Linked DNA regions of Ovis aries: region 1 is linked to region 2. Evidence: chromatin contacts called from public Hi-C data. All regions are on one chromosome and are shown on one strand. Each heading gives the region's core, a stretch centred on a gene start, on an enhancer-like site or on the middle of the called end of the contact. The rest is flanking DNA. Distances are from core to core; before and after follow the strand shown.

Region 1 (3,137 bases), core at 4-2,503, 40 kb after region 2:
CACCCGGTAATTCCACGGTACATTGTGTACATTTGCATCCATTTAACCAGCTATTTACAGCCGCCCTTTACCGCCACCTGTAAGAGGCAACGCCGTAATGACACTAAGTGGCGGGGCCGGGAAGCGGGGGCCCCGTGATGTTCTACACTTCAAGAGCAGGAATCTGTGAAGGGCTGGCACTTGGAGAAACCAAGAGACGGCTGGGGACATCACACGTACTGGGCGGGAGGCGACAGGGGGAGGCGCGCCAGACGGAGGGTCCTTCCTCGGGAGCTCCACTCGGTGGCTCCTTTTCCGTTACCACCACCGCGAGGAGGGACCTGCCAGGCCTTCCGCGCGGCTTATTTCCTGCCTGATAAAGAGCCCGCTGCCATTTGGATTTGCTGAAGCTCTGAATCACTCGAGACGAGACGCCTGATGGTCCCGAGGAGGGTGGGGACGCAGCGCGCTAGGGTGGGAGCCGCAGTCCGGCGGCATCCGGGCTGGATGTCACCCCCTGGCGCCTGGGAAACCTGCTCGCGGATGTGATGCTGCAACGCGGGGACACCTGCGCTCCCGTGCGTGCCGCACTCGTGCAGCTCCGGGTGGCAAACGGGATGAAGTGGGGGCGAGGGCGAGAGGAAGTTGAGGCGCTGGAGTATCAGGAACGCTGCCTGAGCTTGCCCGGCTCTTTGGAGGCTGTCCGGAGGAGCCGGGGCGGGGAGGGGAGGGCTGCTACGGCTGGCGAGCACTGAACGCGGACTTCCAAGGGGTCCCTGGCATAGTTGGAGGTCGAGCATTCTGAGCCCTCCCCACCCCCAAGGGTGGCTACCCGGAGGTCCCAAGCGCCGCGAGGAGAGCGCTCGGAGCGCACCCAACCTCGCAGAAGCAAAAGCTAAACCCGTAATGGGCCGGGGGACTGGAGGGGTGGGGCGCAGAGCCAGCGCGGACCGGGAGCGCCTTTCGTTTTAAGGAGCCTTACTTCTGGGAAGGGACAGGGAACTGTCAATCAGCGAGGGAGGGAGCGCACCGGCGCTGGGTGATGTCAGCGGATCAGCTGCTCGATAACAAAGAGGGGGTATTACAGGAGAAAGTTGCAGCGGCGGCGGCGGCGGCCACCGCGGCACCCCGGAGCCTGGGAGGCAAGGGGGCCAGTGGGCGAAGGGGAGGAGGGACGGCTGCCGACGGAGCAGCTTAAGGCCAAGGAATTGAAAGGGCTGTAGGGGGAGGCAGTGCGAGCCAGCCCCGACTGCTCCTCCTCTTCCTCCTCCTCCAAACTCGCAGGGTTCAGCCCCAGCGCTCGCTCAGCCGCCGCGAGCACCCGGAGGGACGCGAGGCAGCCGCGCGGCCCCGAGCTGGGCAGGGTCCCCAGCCGCCATGGATAGCGACGATGAGATGGTGGAGGAGGCGGTGGAAGGTACAAGCATCTCTGCGGGGCCCCGGGAGGAGGCGCCGGAGGGGGCACGGGACGCGGAAGGAGTGGCGGGCTGCGACCGGCGCGGCTGCGGGCCCCCAGCGGCCGCCACCGTCCCCTACGCGGGTGGCCGGGTTCGCGCAGGGGCCGGACGGCCACGGCCACGCCACCGGCGACGCGCACTGAGCGGCGGGGCGCAGGCCGGGAACCGGGCTCAGCGGGGCCGGGGTCCCCGGGGGGTCGGGAGAGGGGCACGGCTGCTCCATCCTGCCCGGCCACCGCCTGCATCCGCCCTCGGAGTTACAAAACCTGCCCGGCACTCCGGCCTTCCCCTTTTCGGGGATGGGGGATGGAGGTGCGCAGGAGGACAGACCCCCCCGGGCCCCCTCCCCCGCCGCCGCTGGCGATCTCGGCGGAGCAATCCTGAGCCCCTCTCCCGGCGCCAGCCCTTTCGTTCGGCTTGCCGCTGCGATCCGCGGTGACCGCGGTCGCGTCCGGGTCCGTCCCCCGGCGCAGCGCACAGGGCTGGACCAGGCACGTGGCAGCCGCGGCTCGGGCGGTCGCTCCTCCGAAAAGATGAAATCATTGCAGGGCCGGGGACAAGGCTCCGGACCCGGGGCTTGAACGCACGCCGACCTGGCCTCCGCTGCCCCGGAGCGCACTCGGCCACACCGCCCCTCCCCCTTCCTGCTTCCCCGGCGGCTGCCGCCGCCGCCACACTGTGCAGGCGCCCCGCAAGCCCGGACCCAAATTGCTGGGTGACACTTAACTTTCTGAATTCCATGCAGTTGGCTGTGGGTGATATCACCGCCTCTGTGTCGTGTTTCTCCGCCCCTTCGCTTCCAGCGCCCCTCCCCCGACTTTTCTCGCCACTTTGTTTTGCTGAGTTTCTCCACCTCTTTTTTCTTTTTTTTTTTTTTGGCTAGTTCTAAAAAAACGAGGTGGGGACGTTATACAATCTAGTTGTTTGTATCCTGAGACGTTATGATTTTGTAACAGTGAATACTGGAAAATACACGTTAGCGTTATTTATTTCTATGATTCTACCCTGGACGGTACGTCGTGATGTTTTGCAGTGTTGCGTGGTATTATTCCAGAATATTTTAACCAAACAGCTAAGTAAACATTTTTTAGCTTTTGGTTGAATCTGCTTTCTATCTAATTTGTATAAACAAGTTCTTAGAAATGGTAAAGAAAAACAAAGTGACAAGGCTTACAGACTCATGAGAATGCAGTTACTGCTACTTTGAGAGGAAAAAAAATCAATTTTTATATCAACATAATTGACTCCGTTTGCAATGCTCCCAAGGTCTTAGGGAGAGACTAAGTTGGATAATATTTTTGAATTCTCTAAAAGTTGTCTTCATGTAAGTGTTGAAACTTCTTTCTTTATCGTGCTTCAGAGAGTGTTGGTTTTGTTTTAAATTCACAATGCCCTGAACTATTTCTCTCTAAGTAAAGCCAATGCTGGAACTTCCTGGGGCCCAAAGACGTTGATTGGTAATCTTCTTTAAATTATTGACTACCTATGCCTTCATGTTATGAAAGATAATTGAAAAATGCTACTCTCATATTGTTAGGACTTGCTCTCATTCTTCAAAGTTTACTTAGACTCGTAAAAATAATGCAAACCCTTGATCACAGGTAGTGCTCCCAAGGTTAAACTACCTTACCCTTTGAAGCTGTTTGGAAACCTAAGACTCAGTTGTCCACAGTCCCAGGCTCCTTGCAGAATGTGAACAAG
Region 2 (2,764 bases), core at 31-2,530:
AACAGACTTACTTTTTATCCCCTGGTCTTGTAAAACTGCTGACAGCTACACAGTCTTTCAATTTGAATTCTGTGTGAGTTGCAATGCCAGACAGTTCCACATGGCAAATGCAAGTATGACTGTGCTTAGCTTCATGTCAAGAATGTGTTTTCCAAAGTGTCATTTGAAGATGATTTAGGCGGATGGAGTAAATACATTTTTTTTCTCACCAATTACACCATTATTTTAGGGATAACTTACCATTATTTCCAATGATTTTCAAAGGATCTTGCTGACCTGCTAGCGTATGAGTTTGAAGTGTTCCTGACCTCAAGCATTTAGTCAAATAAACAAGCACTTACTTGCAGAGGGAGCTGCTATTTATAGGCACTCAACACTGGTTTCCTTTCTAAATTAAGAGTCCTTCGGTAATGTAAACAACCACACTCTGACTTTGTTTTGAATATTCCTAGTTCTACTTTCCCATATTTTCAAAGCATGGTATATCTGTATAAACCCATGAGACGCTGCTGTCCCCAAGTACTTCTTACGAAGAGCCAGAAAGAAGCAATATGATGCAAATGCTTTCTGGAAGATGCAACTGTTTGGAAGATGATTCTTCAGTTGGTGAGATTTTATAGCTTGCTTTTTCTAGAGAAAAATGGGTTAAATATATTTTTTAAATATGTTAAAAAATACATAAATATATCCATAGGGATCTCACCTTCGAGCAGATGGAGAAAAACAACAATTAAAATAAACAAGTAAGATACACAGTATTTATACCATAATATGAGTATGGAGGGTCTTCCCTGGTGGCTCGGTGGTAAAGAATTTGCCTGCAATGCAGGAGACATGGGTTTAATCCCTGGGTCAGGAAGATCCCCTGGAAGAGGGCATGGCAACACACTCCAGCATTATTGCCTGGAGAATCCCATGGACAGAGGAGCCTGGTGGGATCTCAAAGAGTCAGACATGACTGAAGCCACTGAGCACACACGCAGGCTCGAGTATGGAGAGGGCTGATGGAGCATTTATTAGGGCTGTTATTTTAAATGGAATTGTCAGAGAAGATTTCACTGAGGAAATACATAAGACTTGAATAAGACAAGGGATTTAGCCATGGTGATATCTGGGAGAAGAGTGTTGCAGGCAGAAGGGAAGGTCGGTGCAAAGGCCCTGAGGCAGACACATGATTGGTACATACAAGGGAAAGCAAAGGGGCTATAGTGGCTGGAGCAGAGTAAGCAAGGGGGACGCCGTCTAAGATGAGTTAGAGACATCAAAGAAGCCAGCCAGATTACGAAACCCGTGGCAGCCCCTTGTTCGTAAGACTTTGGCTCTTACTCTGAGGAGCTAGAGAAGTAACATGATCTGACTTTGTGTTAAAAGGATTTGGCGTGGGGTTGGGGGGCGGGGGGGGGGGGGTGCAGGGCAGAACCAGGAAGACGGGATTGCGATATTCCATGTAAGAGATGTAAGAGCTCAAACCAGGTGAATAGCAATGGAGCTGGTAAGAAGTGGTCAGATTCTGGGCCTGTTTTGGGGAAAGGGCCAACAGGATTTGCTGGGAGGTTGGCTCAAGAAAAAGAAAGAAGAGAATGGTTGAACATTCCATTAGTTTTCTGTGGCTACTGAAGCACAGAGCCACAAGCTTGGCTGCTTAAAGTGACAGAAAATTATTCTGTCACAACTCTGGAGGCCAGAAGGCTGACATAAAGGAGTTGTCAGGGGTGCCTGTCCCCAGAAGCTCTAAGGGATATTCTTTCTTGCCTTTTCCAGTTTCTGGGGGATCTGGGCATTCCTCAGGCTGAGGCCACATGACTCCAATCTCTGCCTCCCTCCTCACACGGCCTTCTCCTCTGTGTGTCATCTCTTATCTCTCGTAAGGACACTTTTCCTTGGATTTAGGACCTGCCCAGATCATTCAGCATGACCTCACCTAGAGAGGCTTAATTATAACTGCCAACAACTTTCCCCCAATTAAGCTCACATTCACATAACGGGGGTTAGGACATGGCCATGTCTTTGGGGGAGACACCATTTCAATTCACTGCAGTGACTCCAAGTTCTTTTAACACAAGCACCTGTGAGGATGTAATCGTCATTCATTGAGATGGTGAAGATGCGGGTTGAAAATCGGGAGAGGAGTCTAGGACCTCAGTGTTGGACACGTTGGGTTTGAGAGGCTTATTTGACATTTAGTAGAGATGTCGAGCTGGCATCTGGGTAAACAAGACTGGCGCTCAGGGGACAGTGCAGGGCTTGAGAGATAAGTTCGGAGGTACCAGGATACGGCAGCATGGCAAGGTACAGGACCAGTGATATAACCAGGAGAGGGAAGGAGACAAGAGGGAAGCTGTGCCAGCCTTCACTGGACCCAGCTTAAGAGCCGAGAGGAGCAGCCAGGCGGGGAGGAGGAGAAACAGGAGAGCGTCAAGGCCTGGAAGCTGAATGGAAGAATTGCCTGAAGGCGGAAGGAGTGACCAACTCCACCTCCTGGCTGTGTCACATTGCAAATTCTCAGGCCTAGGGTTTCAGGTAAAAGCTGACGTTTCCTCTGCTGTTTCCTGTAACAAGATGGCGCAATCTTCATGTAACTCTTCTTTTATCATGTTGAAAAGCCAGGGCCATCTTATTGAAACCATGAATACCCTGAAGTGACTTACAGTGAAGTATGTTTTTAAGGTAATGAGTTATTATTTCGATCAGCAAAGCCTTCTCAGTGGGTCAGTGTCCAGTGCATTTGACTCAGAAGGGAAAGAAAGGCATCTATCTTAACCCC

Evidence for each region. Hi-C and Micro-C count contacts between places; a contact is called where the count stands out from the background.
Region 1: a Hi-C map of muscle shows a contact between it and region 2, with 3 times the contacts expected there. The contact joins the promoter of SETD7 here to the enhancer-like site in region 2. A contact is called at or near these places in 3 of 16 Hi-C or Micro-C datasets (hypothalamus, muscle and skin fibroblasts).

What each region holds. Positions count from the first base shown.
Region 1 is chr17:18,223,851-18,226,987 of ARS-UI_Ramb_v3.0, forward strand. It overlaps SETD7 (SET domain containing 7, histone lysine methyltransferase), which reads left to right and starts at 1,254. Exons shown (of 8, transcript XM_027956265.2): 1 at 1,254-1,396. The coding sequence starts at 1,357.
Region 2 is chr17:18,183,416-18,186,179 of ARS-UI_Ramb_v3.0, forward strand. No RefSeq gene overlaps it. Among named protein-coding and RNA genes, the nearest start is that of SETD7, 40 kb to the right of the region's middle. Within about 2 kb of position 1,281, at least 7 of the 54 cell types and tissues checked have an H3K27ac peak or open chromatin away from gene starts, as enhancers often do. A contact at or near this core is called in muscle, where this site is marked.